Regions from separate parts of the Mus musculus genome. Here regions 1, 2, 3 and 4 are each linked to region 5. Evidence: chromatin contacts called from public HiChIP or PLAC-seq and promoter capture Hi-C data. All regions are on one chromosome and are shown on one strand. The core of a region is the stretch at or near the end of the contact, and the rest is flanking DNA. Distances in the headings are between cores, read along the strand shown. Region 1 holds the start of 3300002A11Rik (RIKEN cDNA 3300002A11 gene). Region 2 overlaps Foxn3 (forkhead box N3). Region 3 holds the start of Ttc7b (tetratricopeptide repeat domain 7B). Region 4 overlaps Foxn3 (forkhead box N3). Region 5 holds the start of Tdp1 (tyrosyl-DNA phosphodiesterase 1).

Evidence for each region. Promoter capture Hi-C pulls out the DNA fragments that hold promoters and counts their contacts. HiChIP or PLAC-seq counts read pairs in DNA pulled down with a chosen protein or histone mark. Capture Hi-C pulls out chosen DNA fragments and counts their contacts.
Region 1: a contact with region 5 is called in a promoter capture Hi-C map of second pharyngeal arch cranial neural crest, with 9 times the contacts expected there. The contact joins the promoter of 3300002A11Rik here to the promoter of Tdp1 in region 5. A contact is called at or near these places in 16 of 39 promoter capture datasets (the 3T3-L1 cell line, 3T3-L1-derived adipocytes, the C10 cell line and 9 more), 2 of 484 Hi-C or Micro-C datasets (muscle stem cells and uterus), 14 of 115 datasets of contacts at active chromatin or transcription factors (astrocytes, bone marrow-derived macrophages, embryonic basal ganglia and 11 more) and 2 of 9 other capture datasets (adipose tissue and liver).
Region 2: a contact with region 5 is called in an H3K4me3 HiChIP or PLAC-seq map of stem cell-derived neural progenitor cells, with 4 times the contacts expected there. The contact joins the enhancer-like site here to the promoter of Tdp1 in region 5. A contact is called at or near these places in 3 of 39 promoter capture datasets (the 3T3-L1 cell line, embryonic stem cells and hippocampal neurons), 10 of 115 datasets of contacts at active chromatin or transcription factors (astrocytes, bone marrow-derived macrophages, cardiomyocytes and 7 more) and 3 of 9 other capture datasets (adipose tissue, embryonic stem cells and macrophages).
Region 3: a promoter capture Hi-C map of adipose tissue shows a contact between it and region 5. The contact joins the promoter of Ttc7b here to the promoter of Tdp1 in region 5. A contact is called at or near these places in 4 of 39 promoter capture datasets (the 3T3-L1 cell line, hippocampal neurons, liver and 1 more), 1 of 484 Hi-C or Micro-C datasets (CD4 T cells), 1 of 115 datasets of contacts at active chromatin or transcription factors (memory CD8 T cells) and 2 of 9 other capture datasets (adipose tissue and liver).
Region 4: a contact with region 5 is called in an H3K4me3 HiChIP or PLAC-seq map of bone marrow-derived macrophages, with 8 times the contacts expected there. The contact joins the enhancer-like site here to the promoter of Tdp1 in region 5. A contact is called at or near these places in 8 of 39 promoter capture datasets (3T3-L1-derived adipocytes, the C10 cell line, HPC-7-derived erythroid cells and 5 more), 1 of 484 Hi-C or Micro-C datasets (bone marrow-derived macrophages), 5 of 115 datasets of contacts at active chromatin or transcription factors (bone marrow-derived macrophages, embryonic basal ganglia, embryonic forebrain and 2 more) and 4 of 9 other capture datasets (adipose tissue, liver, macrophages and 1 more).

What each region holds. Positions count from the first base shown.
Region 1 is chr12:99,339,649-99,342,348 of GRCm38.p6, reverse strand. 3300002A11Rik (RIKEN cDNA 3300002A11 gene) reads right to left here and starts at 1,318. Exons shown (of 3, transcript NR_166805.1): 1 at 1,124-1,318. It overlaps Foxn3 (forkhead box N3), which reads left to right. Exons shown (of 6, transcript NM_183186.2): 3 at 815-927. RefSeq lists an enhancer at 1,078-2,700.
Region 2 is chr12:99,283,283-99,285,982 of GRCm38.p6, reverse strand. All of the region lies in intron 4 of Foxn3 (forkhead box N3), which reads left to right. Among named protein-coding and RNA genes, the nearest start is that of Gm46371, 46 kb to the left of the region's middle. Within about 2 kb of position 1,357, at least 66 of the 459 cell types and tissues checked have an H3K27ac peak or open chromatin away from gene starts, as enhancers often do. A contact at or near this core is called in adipose tissue, bone marrow-derived macrophages, embryonic forebrain and 3 more, where this site is marked.
Region 3 is chr12:100,519,503-100,522,202 of GRCm38.p6, reverse strand. It overlaps Ttc7b (tetratricopeptide repeat domain 7B), which reads left to right and starts at 1,381. Exons shown (of 20, transcript NM_001033213.1): 1 at 1,381-1,632. The coding sequence starts at 1,512.
Region 4 is chr12:99,263,250-99,265,949 of GRCm38.p6, reverse strand. The region is part of intron 4 of Foxn3 (forkhead box N3); the gene reads left to right. Among named protein-coding and RNA genes, the nearest start is that of Gm46371, 66 kb to the left of the region's middle. Within about 2 kb of position 1,354, at least 59 of the 459 cell types and tissues checked have an H3K27ac peak or open chromatin away from gene starts, as enhancers often do. A contact at or near this core is called in adipose tissue and bone marrow-derived macrophages, where this site is marked.
Region 5 is chr12:99,883,231-99,885,930 of GRCm38.p6, reverse strand. It overlaps Tdp1 (tyrosyl-DNA phosphodiesterase 1), which reads right to left and starts at 1,413. Exons shown (of 16, transcript NM_028354.5): 1 at 1,379-1,413. It overlaps Efcab11 (EF-hand calcium binding domain 11), which reads left to right and starts at 2,489. Exons shown (of 6, transcript NM_030172.2): 1 at 2,489-2,649. The coding sequence starts at 2,575.

The DNA.
Region 1 (2,700 bases), core at 69-2,568, 540 kb after region 5:
CCAGTTGAAAGCAGGGCAGGCGAGAGCAGCTGTTCCCCACCCCCACCCACTGTTAAAGCTGATCTCAGACCAATTGCCTCCAGCCAGCCCAAAAGTGGCCTTCAGGGAAAGCTGCCCCCTTCCCCCCAGGGAACAGTTTTAGCCAATTTACACTTTTAAAGTGTGACCTCTTCTAAAGATTCCTAGAGACAAGAGCAGATTGCTGTGAACTGAAGGACACCCCCCCCCCATAAAAATAAAAAATACTTTGAATTCTGGCTTAGGTTTGCTATTGTTGCCAGGTCTTTTGTTTCTGAGGGGAAGGTAATTATAAATTCCATTCCAAGCATAAATGTTCTTTTGTGAGCAAGGGGGACGGGATACCAAAAACAATGAGTGGATTACGTTTCCATTTTTGTAAGATCGTGCCAAGATAATGTGGTTTAAAACAGCTGGGGTTTTTAGAGCAGAGATGGAGCTTCGAAAGGTCTTCTCAGCGCCCATGAACGTCAGCCAAGTTAGAGACTTCTGGACGAGTCTGAATATTCCTCCAGATTCATACTGAGAAATAAGGGATTTTGGGTTGGGGGTAGTTCAGATTTGACAGTCATGTTATTGCATCAACATAATCTGGTAGCTACATGTTCATCTGACCTCATCTACTCGGGGCAAAGAGGAGCAGAGAGCATTTAATGGTGTCCTGTTGTCAGCCTGAGAAATCATTAGCAAATGAACAGGAAACTTTGGAGAATAACTACAATATAGCCCTGTATTTGCCTACCACAAAATTCTCTGTACTGTATTAATATGTTTTCATTTTAATTTTTCTTTGCAGAGTATTGGGAAAGGGTCATTGTGGTGCATCGACCCAGAGTATAGACAAAATCTAATTCAGGCTCTGAAAAAGACACCTTACCACCCACCTCCTACTCCTCAGGCTTATCAAAGGTAAGTGACTCGCACTATCGGGGGTTTTTGTTTTCTTAAAGTCTCCTGGAATTTTGTTATTTTAGCAGAGACAGTCTCTAAAACTAATTTAGTAGGCCGTATGAATGTTTTAAAAATAACTACAGACTAATGGGAAAAAGAATTAAGTCTGATGAGGAGGCACATCCATTGGCTATGCATTTCCTGGGAAGCTTACCGCTTCTGTAGCTCCGACTGAGCGGGTGTGGCTCCGGAAGGGCTCCTGGTAGGTAAATAGCGTCTTCCTGGGTAGAATCGGTTACAGAGGAAAGTGGACAGCTTTTCTATCTCTGCGGGTCACGCTTTGTTGGAATAAGAGCGGTGAGGCACACAGGTGATTCCACCTTCCCATGGCCTGCCTCTAGAGATGTGGAAAGAAGGCAGGCTCGGTTGTTGTCATCCGGTTTCCATGTCGACAGGCTCCTGAGTGATGGGTTTGTTGTGGTTACTAAGTGTTTGTCTTGAGAACCATGGCCACTTTCCCTCCTCACGTGTCTGGCTGTCATGAGACTGAGGTCATGAGTGCATTTTTACAAATATACAATGGGAGGGGTGTTAGGTAGATTGTCACAGTTTAAAAAGCATGTCAGTGCTAAGTTAGAAGAAAGGGCCTTACAGAACAAAGAGCCGGATTTCAACCTGTGGATGGAGTCTTAGCTCTTCACGGTGCTTGTCATCAGGCCCACTAAGAAAGTTTGAAAATTACTTTATTTAAGTGTACAGCTGTTTCACTTTCATTTATGTCTGTGTAGCATTTGAATGCTTGGTGACTGTGGAGGCCAGAAGAGGGCATTGCATCCCCTGGAACTGGAATTACAGGCGATTTGAGCCACTGTGTCAGTGCTAGGAATTGAACCTGGATCCTCTGGAGGAGCAGCCGGTGCTCTTAGATCACTAAACCATCTTTCCAGTCCCCTACCAAGAAGTTCTAGAAGGCATGTAGCAGCATTTCCTTTGTTAACTGGTTAAGAGAAACTGCCAGTGGAGTAGACATTTATGTTAATTGGGAATGGCCCGGTGTCAGAAGGCTGGGGAATTTTACAGTCCACTTGCAGATTTTTCTGTTCTGATGTTTATTCTGCAGGAGGGCACACAGAGTGAGCCTTCCAACGTGGCATTAATGAAGTTCTTGTGCGTTCCATCACAGACCCTAGACAATCAGTCTCCGGCAAGAGACGGGAGAAGCAGCTGGGCTCTATGAGAAGACTGCTGTATGTCTGCCTTTGCTAGGCGATTAGCGTGATGGTAGCCATAGTAACTGGAGTGTCTCCATAGTAACGCGTAGCTGAGACAGGTGCACTTGCATCACAAGGCTGTTTGTTGCCTGGCAAAAGGACAGGCCATTAGTACTTAGACATAAGCTGTTGCCTTAGAAACAAATAACCCTACATAGCAACTACAGTTGGTTCGCAAGGGTATTTTTGGGGGGCTGGGGGAAGGAAGGTTGTAGCTGCTTTTGTCTGTGTTCATAAAAATCAGTGGAAGCATACTTTATTTGAAATGACAACTCGAGGTCATATAGCTGTAGGAGGAAGAGATGGGATTTTCCAGAGCAGCCTAGCCTACATTGTAGGAATGTCCAGAAGGGGAGAGCCATATGCCTGCCTCTCTTCTTGTGATGGTAGCCATTCCTGAAATAGAAGCTGGGATTGGGGTTAGAGAGTTGCTTTTTTATGGGGTTGGTGGGGAGCCTGGCACTAATTATTGCAATACTGTCGATATTCAGTTTCCAAGCCCACCCCACTAGTTTCTCTA
Region 2 (2,700 bases), core at 108-2,607, 600 kb after region 5:
ATGTATATCTGTGTACCACATGGGTGCAGAGCCCACAGACGTCAGGAGAGGGTGTGCCCTGGAACTGGAGTTACAAATGGTTGTGAGCAGCCATTTGGGTGCCAGGAACCAAACCCAGGTGACCCGCAAGAGCAATCAGTGCTTAACTGTCACGCCACCACTACCGTCCCTGAGGGGCTCACTGTGTTCATTTTTTGGCAACGCCCTTTCCTGTGAATCTACTCCTCAGGACCAGCATTCACCTGTTCATCTCGTCTATCTCCAAAGGGTTCGCTCTTCCACACACTCATGGAGAAACACCACAAAATCTTCCCAGGAGCATTCTTGTCAGTTTCCACTCTGAACGTCAGCCCAGCCAGCATCTCTTTGCTGATCCTAGCAGGATTCAGGGACCACTCTTTGGCACTGAGTTCTTGACTCCAAGGGCCCGCATCTCTGGTTTTGTTGGGTTTTCTGAGACCCTCCCCCGCCCGCCTGTCCCTTTCACAAGTGGCAGCTCGCCCTGGGCTTTCTGGCATCTTTCATCCCTTCCGCAAGCTGACTCTTTTGTCCACTGTGCAAAGGAGGGCGTTCACCTCTTGCATAAATCTGCTTACTGCCCCCAGGCGTGCCCACTAAAAAACCTTAGCACTTACAGGGAGGGGGCAGCCCCTCTCCACATTTGCCCTCAGATGCCCACTGCCTTCTGTTCTCCTTGGCCCGGGGTAGACTCTGAGTCTTCCTCCGCATTGTTTGTCTTTTTGTCCTGCAGTGAGGAAAGCTTTTTCTGGAGCTTCAGTAATTGTCAGCGTGCCGGTCTGTTTACAGAGGTGAAGTTGGAGGGGTGCTCCTGGGCTCCTCTAATCTTTCTCTGTGTGCTTTGGAACATGCTTTTATGCTCATTAAAAAATAACAAGGAAGTACGACTTTCAAAGAGGCCGCTAGTTCATTTTGATCTTTGCTGGTCCGGTTATTTATTTATTTTGGAATGAAGGGTCTTAGGTATGTAGTATACCTAAGACTTGCAATGTCCATTTACCTTTCAAGTACTGGGATTGCAGGCTTGTGTTAGCATGTTCAGTTGGTATATGATGGAGACTGAAGGCTTTGAGTGTGCCAGGCAAGAGCTGAGCCGCACCCCCCACACCTGTGAGCCCAGCTGTCTAAACTTCCCATGCCAGTAGCCTGCTGTACAGTCGAAGGCCCCTTCAGTTCCATAGTCTGCATTTCCCTGCTTGACCCTAACTTTAGCTAATCTCCAGACCCCTGTCTCTAATAACTGTCTTCATGGAAGTCTCATATTGCCCTCTGAGAAAGCAGCCCTGTGAGCAGACTGCTGAGTAAGACGTTATGGCCAGCAAGGCTGAGGACAGGAAATTGAAAACATTTACCAGAGACTTCCTCAAGAGGCAAGGCATCTGTTTCCCCCACTTCCCCTCTGTGTGTGTATGTCTGTGTGTCTGTCTGTCTTTTGTCTGTGTGTGTCTTTGTGTGTCTATGTGTGTACACACACCGCACATACTTGTAGGTATGCCCGTGCTGTGGTCCAAGTGTTGAGGGCAGAGGACATCCTCCAGTCTTCGTACATGTGTCTGCCTTTTTTGAGACAGGGTCTTTTCACCTAAGTACTTCAGGCTAGCTGACCTGGGAGCTGCCAGGCATCCTCCTGCCTCTGCTTTTCTGCTCCAGTAAGGGGCCTGCACTGAGCTCCTGGGGTTTGAATTCAGGTCCTCACACTTACACAGAGAATTGCTTTACCTATGGAGCCAGTCCCCCAACATACACTTTATGATTGCTAAAGATTGGATGGAGAATAGAAAGTCCTAGAATTAGCCACTGGAAGGTTAGTACAAAGAATAACCCTACTGCTGAGCACTGATCTTACTTGATGTTCATTTTTATGGATGTAACTTTAGACTAAATACATCAATAGGAATGTTTTCTTTTAGATTGCATAGCGTTTAGGAATGTTTCTGAAATCTATTAAATTATACCCGTAACAAGACTATGAAGTGTAGAGATGAAACAGCTTTGGATCCTGTTGCCATAAGTAACATGTGTCTTATCAAAGAGCCCTGGCTTTAAGTACAATTGGAAAGGAAAAGCCATTCCCCTTGAAGCTCTGTGGAACTGCTGGGGTGGAGGTCTAGAAATATTTTTGTAAAATTACCAAAAGACTTAAGGATAATGAAGCTTTTAGGATGTGTTCTGAGCAAGCTGTTCAAATGATGGTTTCAGAAGTGGACTTAAAATTACCCCCTCTAAGCTTCCGAAGCCAAGTTTATATCCATTCTTTCTGCTCCCTGTGGGTTTCCTTCCTAAGCCCTTGCCAAGCGGCAGGCCTTAGGGTTTTCATATCTGTGCCATCACGCACACAATGGGATGTGTGCCTACATTTGTGTGCACATGTGTGTAGCCCAGGTTCTTAAGTGGAATGGCCTTAAAGAGATCGTTACTCTCAGTGGTCCTTGCAGCCTGTAGAAGAAAGTTGCAGGCTCTCCAGATGTGGGTAATGGAACCCTGGGATGACATGCCCCTGCCGCCCCAACCATGTGCCCTCAAGCAGCTCATCTGACTGGTGCAGGCCTCTGCTTCCTGCCCAGTCCAAAAAGCAAGAGTCCCAACTTGATGAACTTGGTGAGAATTAAAAGGCACAGCATTCGTTATGTTCACGGTAACATCTGTGCAGACTCCTGCAGCTTCGTATACCTTCACCCTCAA
Region 3 (2,700 bases), core at 132-2,631, 640 kb before region 5:
ATGTCCCAAGTACTTCTTTCCTCTTGGCCCTTACTGAGTTTCAGTTGCTGATCCTGTAAACCAAGGCCTGTGAGTCTGGTCTTCATTTATCCCCAGGGCATGAGAGAAAAGCCTGCACTTGATAGCTTTGGAAAGCTGGAGGAGACACACCCAAAGAGGATGAACCTGGTGACAGGGTACTGCCCAGATGACAGCTCCATCCTCAGAGGCAGTATTGCAGAGTCCAACACCCCCACTGCCCCTGAAGCCACATTCCCTGACCAACTTTCCCAAATACTGGTCATGTCCATACTTGCAGGCCTTGCCATTGCATGCCTGACTAACATGCAGGCTCCCTATCTCACCAAGAAGAAAGACAGTCTTTCTAATGATCCAGAAGGCCGGGCATGGACTAACCCCCACCCTCCTGACATCATCTGCTCAGCTCCTTGCCTTCATTCCACCCCAGCCACTCTGGCCTTTTTCTAACTCACCAAATATAGTAAAGCCGAGGCCTTTGCTCTGCCTGTAATGATCTGCCCTCCCCACCTCCCATATCCCCCCGACTCTCATCTTTAAAACTGTCAAATATCACTTCAACACCATCCTTAACCAACCCATAACCTAATTTGCTACTTTATTTTGCTTAATTAATTCATTTCCATGAATGGGCTATGAACTTTATACCCACTTTGAAGCAAAGTTGTACCCACTTCGTTCCGTTTCCACAGCCCTAAAACACTACCTAGCTCTGTGTGGGTGACCTCTGACTCTATAGTTACTGAATAAATTACACAAGTGAAATAATGTTCAGCTTAGACACCTGCCCCTGCTCTCAGTTACAAGGTCAAGGCCTGGAAATGCCACTTATGAGTTGGTATTCTCCTCAGAGGGCAAGGGAGCTGGCATCTGGGCTTGCAGCTACACACACACACACACACACACACACACACACACACACACACACACGTCCTCCCTCACTTTCTTCCAACACACACTTAAGGAACTTCGGGCAGGTTCTGGAGGAGCATGAATCTCCACTGCTTCTGGCCACATGATGGGGACGGAGGCTACCTGGGGCAGAGGGGAGCCTGAGGAGGGGCGCAGGCCAGCACAAGCAACCTGCGATGGCAGGGCCAGCCGAGGCAGGCTCGCCCTTCACGCCCTCTCGCACTAGAAACCCCGGCCTTTGGAGCCCCAGAGCATCCTCGGGGTGGCTGCCCTGGCTTGACCCCTCACCGCTCCAGGTTCGCTCCTGAGCACCGTCCCGCGCTCCTCATTGCTGTCCGGCCTCCGCCCCGGCCCGCTGCGGCTCCGGCCCTGGCCGGCAGGGGCCGCTCCTCGCGGCGCCCGGGGCCCCGCCGCGCCCGCCGCCGCCCGCTCCCCGCCCCTTCCCCGGCCGGCGTTCCCGTTACGCCGCCGAGCCGGGAGCCGGAGCCGGAGCCCGCGGCCGCAGCGGGAGGCGGCGCGGGGCCCGGCGGCGGCGGGGCCTGCGGGGCCTGCGGGCGCGCGCCGGGCCGGCCAGGGCGGCCATGGCGACCAGGAAGGCGGGCTCGCGGCTGGAGACGGAGATCGAGCGCTGCCGCTCCGAGTGCCAATGGGAGCGGATCCCCGAGCTCGTCAAGCAGCTGTCGGCCAAGCTCATCGCCAACGGTACGCGCGGACGCACCGGGGCTTGCGGGACCGCCGCGGCCTCCGGGGCTAGGCCTGAGGCTCCGGGCGCGAGCAGGGGCGCGGCCGGGCGGCGAGGCGCAGGCCGCGCGGTGTGCGCGGGCCAGGCCCTTGGGGAACGCGGGGTCCTCCGGTCACGCGGCGTGCGGCTGGGCGGGCGGGCTGTGCCTGTCGGAGCCTTGGAGTCCTGACGTGCAGGCTGGAGAGGTTCACCGACCCCAGAGACCGGAGGCCAGCCCCGGGCTTCCAAGAAGTTGGAGCTTGTGTGTGTGTGTGCGTTTGTGTGTGTATGGAGCCCCCCGGGACATACCTGTGGGCATCTGGGGACCACCAGAGTGTGTGTGGTGTGCTCAGGGGTCCTGTGATGGAGATGTTGTGAACATATGGTAATCAAGGGCCCCAGGAGGGAGCTCAGACTTGGAGGGTGTCAGGGGTGGCATTGGCAGGTTGGGATTTGTGTCTTGAGGTCAAGACAGTTGGGTGTCAAATCTGCAGACCCAGAGAGGATAGGGTGGAGAGTACAAGGGAAACAGAGTCAGGGAGTCTGGGAGAAGGTTACTGGGCAGGAAGATGAGACTGTATTAACAATGAGGGAAATGGAGCTGATTGGATGAGGGGCCTGGTGCGCCCAGGAACCAGGATCTGACTTGGGAAACCTGGCGGCTGGACTTGGCCAATGACCCCATTTGCTGAATTGGTTCTTCCAACCCATCAAACCAAAACTGCAGCCAAAATCACATTCCAGAGCGAGACTCCACGTGGCCTTATTTGTTTTGGAAGCAAGTATGGTTAATATTTGCTTGTCTTTTCGTACGCGCCAAAACCACAGGCAGGCACTTGGAGCCTGGGCAGAGAGGGCAGAGGATTTTGTCCTCCTTCACCTCTGGCTTCCCAAGACTGTCTGAGCAGGCGTGGGACAGACAAATCACAGAGGGAATGAATGAAGGACTGACACTGCTCATTCAAGGAAGGACATGTGTACTCTTTTCAACCTTCACCCCGAACTACCCAGAAACGGACAGGGAAATCTCATAGCCTCTTTAAGGTTGG
Region 4 (2,700 bases), core at 105-2,604, 620 kb after region 5:
GGGCCAGTTTTCTCCAGACCCAGGCTGGCTTACATTCTGCCCTTGCCGAACACTGACAAGGAGGGAGCCATTTATAGTTAAACTAGTGGCTTCAGGCAGTCTCTGGCCCTGTCCCCAAGATCAGCACAGGGACCAAGCTGCAGATGCTTCATGCCTTTATAACCCTCTGCCTGACCTTGCCTCTTATCGCTGTACAGAGGTTCCCCACCTCCCCAAGTAAACCTGGTCACCCCAGTGCCTCAAAACTACCCACCCGAGGAAATGGTACTGTATTCTCTGCCCCAGTTAAAAGCTCACGCAAATGCCAAATTCAGTTTGTATTGTATCTTTCTTTAGTTAGTCAGCTTTTTTGAGGCAGGGTCTCCTGTAGCCTTAAACTCAATGTGTTATAGGGAAAGCCTTAAACTGATCCCCTGCCTCTGTGCTAAGATTGTAGGTATGCACCACCATGCCTGGCTTGTATTCTTTTGATACAGCCATATTTCTGCTTACCTTTTATCCCCCCAGAGAAATGGAGAGCAGAGGCTTAGGTAAATGTAGGCTTCACCTAGAATCTGGGTATCTTCACAGAGCCTCTGGTAGCATGATAGGCTTCCCAAAGTCAGAGTAAGAGAGTTCCTCTTAAGCTCTAGGCTCTATGGTTTTACCTCTGGTTAACTGAATTATTATCCCAGTTGGCGCTACTTAACCTCTTCCTTCCTCACAGTGCTTCCAGGTCCTGGATGCTTTGTAATGATTATCTCTTGTTTCCTGCAGCTTTTGGAGAATTAGTGGCCTGTGTGTTGTTTGGACGCGGACATAGCTGCCAAGAAGCATGTTGCATTATATGATACAAAAGAAATAGGTTAAAAATGAAGAAATACTCAGTAAAGGAGATGGTAGTTGATTGTGATCATGTGGAAAGAAAGTGTGATACCTTAAGTACTTGATTAACTCTGAGGACTCTTTATATTTGAAGGCTCAACCCTGTATCATAGTGGACCAAATACATCCCACATTCTGTGTAAACTATAAAGCTCAAGTTCCTCTTGGCAAGTTAAAGCAGTGTCATGTTCTTACACATTTAACCGAGCCCTGTTTCAAGTAAAAGCAAGGTGCTTTGGGGATGAATATTATAGTCCAGTCTCCGTGCCATCATAGACTGGAAATCTTGGCTTCCCAAGACTGACAAGTTGGGAACCCGATGGCTGAGTTGGCTCAGAGAAGTACCACAGCAAAGGAAGGGATTTGGGGACTTAAGCCAGATAGCCTAGACTGTCCCACAGGACCAGTGAGCTGCTCACCAGTGGGTACAGGAAGCGCCTGGGAGGCGGGAGGCATGACATGGGAGGACACACAAAGGCTTGCTCCAGTGCATGAGTTCTGTTTGTTCCCCTTTTGTTCCCCTTTTTGATGAAAGCACTGAATGTAAACCCAGAACTTTGCATCTAGATTCTTCCTCTTTCCTCTCGAATTTCAGAGTTAATAGCATGCTTCCAGCCCGAGCCGGGCACATGCATGACAATGGCAGAAACGTTAGGGTTTCTCTCTGACTGGGTCACTCCTCAGGGCATGAAGGGAAAGTTGGATGTCTGTGTCCAGGTTCTCCTCTGTGAAATGGAGACATCAAAGGGTGACCTCCTTTGTAAGCAGCAGTTTTTGTGGGCTCTCTCCAAACTGCTGTCTCACTAATTATCACACAGCAAGCTGGAGTTTAATGGTTTCATACGTATTTGTATCCCACTATCAGAAGCAAAACCCCAACCTTCAGTCATGCTCTCTTGCGCCTTTTCGGGAAAGGGCAACATGCCGAATGTTGTGGCTTTCCATGTCATCCAATGGCTTCATTCTGCTGGCAGAGGTGGGGTTCAGCCAAGTCGGTATGAACACTAACGGTCATGACTCAGTTCAGAAACAATCTTTATTCATGGGCGTTAATATTTGAATTTCATATCACATTCATGTGTCAGGAGTTATTTTTCCTTTTTTTGATTTTTTTTTTTCCCAGCAATGAAAATATGTTCAGACCATCAGAAGCCCCAGCTAGGGAGAAGCATACAGCTTTGGCCCACTGGCTGTAATAGGAGCATGTCCAAATTCCTGTTGGAATCTCGCACACTGCTGTGTCTTTTCTGGCATTGTCCCTTGCTGGCTTGTGCCTGTGTCTCCTGATTGAGCGGGGACCATGAGCCTTTCCTCCCTCAGTCGCCAGAGTCCCCCGTGTATAATAGGTGCTTGCTGAGTGCCTTCCAAATGAGTGGTGTAGCAATTATCCCCCTTGCAGCATGACCATGTCTACATGAAACATTCTGAAAAGGATGTCTCTTTCCTAGAAAGCTGCATCTGTCTAGGTAGGTGCCTGTGGAAGGTGTGCGGCCTCAAGTACCTGATGCCGCCTCCCGGCGGCCCCCTCACAGACTATGGTAGGTGCTTGTCAACAGATCCTCCCTCACCGACAGCTTCTGCCTCAGACGCTTACCTGAGCTGTCTGCCATGAGGACTCTGTCACATGAAAAGGGAGAGACGGTGACAGTGGGTGATGCATTGGAGAATGCTCCTTTCCACCGTTGGCAGGCTTTAGTGAAGAGAGCCTATCGGTGAAGTTCAGACTCTCGGGAGACTCATTTCAGTGTGCCCCGGAGATTCCTAATTTACCTGTGTTTGTATTTTTAAGGCAAGAGCTTTCTTTATAATTTCAATTATGGAACGATGTTTGGTATT
Region 5 (2,700 bases), core at 164-2,663:
TTTCCTTAAGGGCTTTTAAAAATATGCATGGAGGGCTAGAGCTTTGAGCCGTGGATAAGAGGGTTTGCCATGAGTTCCAAAGCCCAGCATAATACCTGTGCCTATGACCCCAACATTGTGATAGTCAAGGAGGTCTGAGAGTTCACTGGCCAGTCACCCAGAAAGAAAACTGCCGCCATCTTCAGGTTCTGTGAGATTCTGACTCACTAGAACAGGGCAGAGCGCAACTGAGGAAGACAGTCGGAAACTGCCTGTATAGGTGTGTGTACAAACACACACACACACAACAGCTGATGAAAAAAAAAAAGGCACTCCGCTTAGAACCTTGCTTCCACTATTCCCCGGTTGGCTGAGCAGACTCAGTATTTCTTCTATATAGACACTACTCCTCAGACATTTAAGACAGAGGCACCAGATTCTTCCAAGGTGGTCCTTCCTCTGAGCCGGGAAGTAAGCAGAATTGAGGTCGGGGATAAAGAGTTAATAATATAAAGCTTCTATCCTAGACAGGTTTAATTTCAGGGTGAAAGGCACACATTAACACATAAAAAGCCTAAAAGTCAAGATGACTACAGATGCTCACTACATTTTACAGGGATAACTTTTCTTTGGAATCATTTGTGGCATAGCATGAGACCTGGGAGGGAAAGGAATCCGCGGGCTAAAAGGCAGTCGAGAAACATTCCAGACAGATGGAATCCAACCTGCTGAAGGCCAGGAGGAGGTAGCTAGGTTCTAACTGTAACACAGGAATGGTCCAGAAAGAAGGGGTGGGGACAGTAAGGCAAGTTAAAAGCCGAATTTTATTCTAAAGACAATGGGACTCCCAGTGAGAGTGCCTTGGCCCGTCTAGTCTTTTAAAATGATCATATGTAACACAACTTTGTGCACACGTGGCGATAAGGACGCTTCTGCAGGAGCTGGGCTGTGGGGTGCTGACGATGGTCAAGGAGCAGTAATTTGGGGGTACAGTAAGCAAATCGTAAAGCTGCCAACGTTCCCCGAGCGCTCAGCTCTGCCCAGACACAATTCCAAGCGTACAGACTCATTTCAACCTCAAGACAGCCCAATATCACGGCGGTGTCCCTGGTGTGGAGCGTGGTCCACGGAGGGAGCGAAGGCCAGCGGCTCTGCAGCGCGTCCCAAGGGTTAGGAGCGCAGGGTCCGGGGCTCCCGGGACTCAGAGCGGAGGAACCCTGCCCAAGGACCCCGGCCTCGCCGCTCTCCTCGCGGTCCTCACCGAGCCCTGCTGGCCTTCCACTACCACATCTGATGGCAGCGGCCATCGCGCCGCCATGAGGAGGGCGGGCGCAGAGTTACCGCCGCCGCTGCCGCCAGAGCCCGCCCCGAGCCGGCGCCCGCAGCGGCAGACACCTACCTGACCCGCCAGGCCGCCGCCGCCGCCGCCGAGACTCCGCCCCGCGGCGCGCCCGCGCATGCGCGCAGTTCAAACTCGCCGGCGCCGCCGCCTAGCTAGCCAGCCGCTTCCCCTTCCGGAAGCCCCCCACTGGGTCCTAAAGACAGCCTCATTTGCCTGAGACCAAGAGGACCAGAAAAGAGCCGAATGAACGCCTCACTCTCTGCTAGTTTCCTGTTGAAAGAAGAGAGAAACAGAAAGCTGTGGTAGCTTCTCTCTCGAGGTTAATTTGCAAACAACGACTCCATTCTGGGGATGCTTTTAGGCAGCTTCAGGCTCTCAAGGCTAAGACAGCGGCGTGCTCTGGGAGATGGGTGAGCGGTAGAAAAAGACAGCTGCTTCAGACTTTAAAATCGACTGCTAGATAAAAAGTTAAATGAGCTCCCATCAGACTCAGAACCTCCTTTGAAGGTTTCTCCTTTGAAACGGTCATGTTCTTGTCAATCTCACTGATTTGCCAGAAGGGTAGAGGGTATTCCTCATCTTCTATAAAGATGTCTGGTATGGGATTCTTGTGCTGTTCCTTAAGTCAGCCTCACGTCAGGCATCGCCTTCCGGGGGGTTGAATAATCAATTCTGTGTAAACATTCAAAAAAACGGGACATTCCGTTTAATTGTCCTAGACACAGTGTTACGTGCCAGGGTTACCAAGAGGGCGAAAATAAACATAGTAGCTGCTCTGCGAAGGCCGTCCAAAGACTTGCAGTTTAAAAATGAATCTTGGTGTTCACTCATTATTTGTGTTTGTGTGCTTTTTTTTTCACATTCTTCGTGTGTCTCCTGCCAAATCTAGCAATGACACGGGTCAGAATAATCAAAAAGAGTTTATTGTAAATTTGGGAGAGAGCCTGAAAGCAATCAAAACGAGTTAAGAGAGCCCAGAGGTACCAGACCTCCCTTAAGACAAGAAAAATCGAGTAGGGGCGGGGCCAAGGTCTGGGAGCGGGCCTTGAGGCCCCGCCCCATCGTTAAACAGCGCCTTTAACCAATGACAGTACGAAATCAACGCCAGTGGCTCGGAGACTGACCAATGGGAGGAGACGTTGGAGTTGCGCGGCGAAGTTGAGTCCCAGCGGTGGTGGGCGAGGCCGCAGTGGCTGGTCTGTGTTCTCGCTGCAGCGGAGGAGACGCCTGGCTTGGTCTCCGTGTCGGTGGCGATGTTCTTGTCAGAGGCAGGCGCAAGGCCCCGAGCAGGCGAAGCCAGCGCCTCAGAACGCAGGAAATGGGTGAAAGTAGGTGTGGGAGCGCGACCCGAGTTCAGACTTAAGCCTGACCAGGGCCAC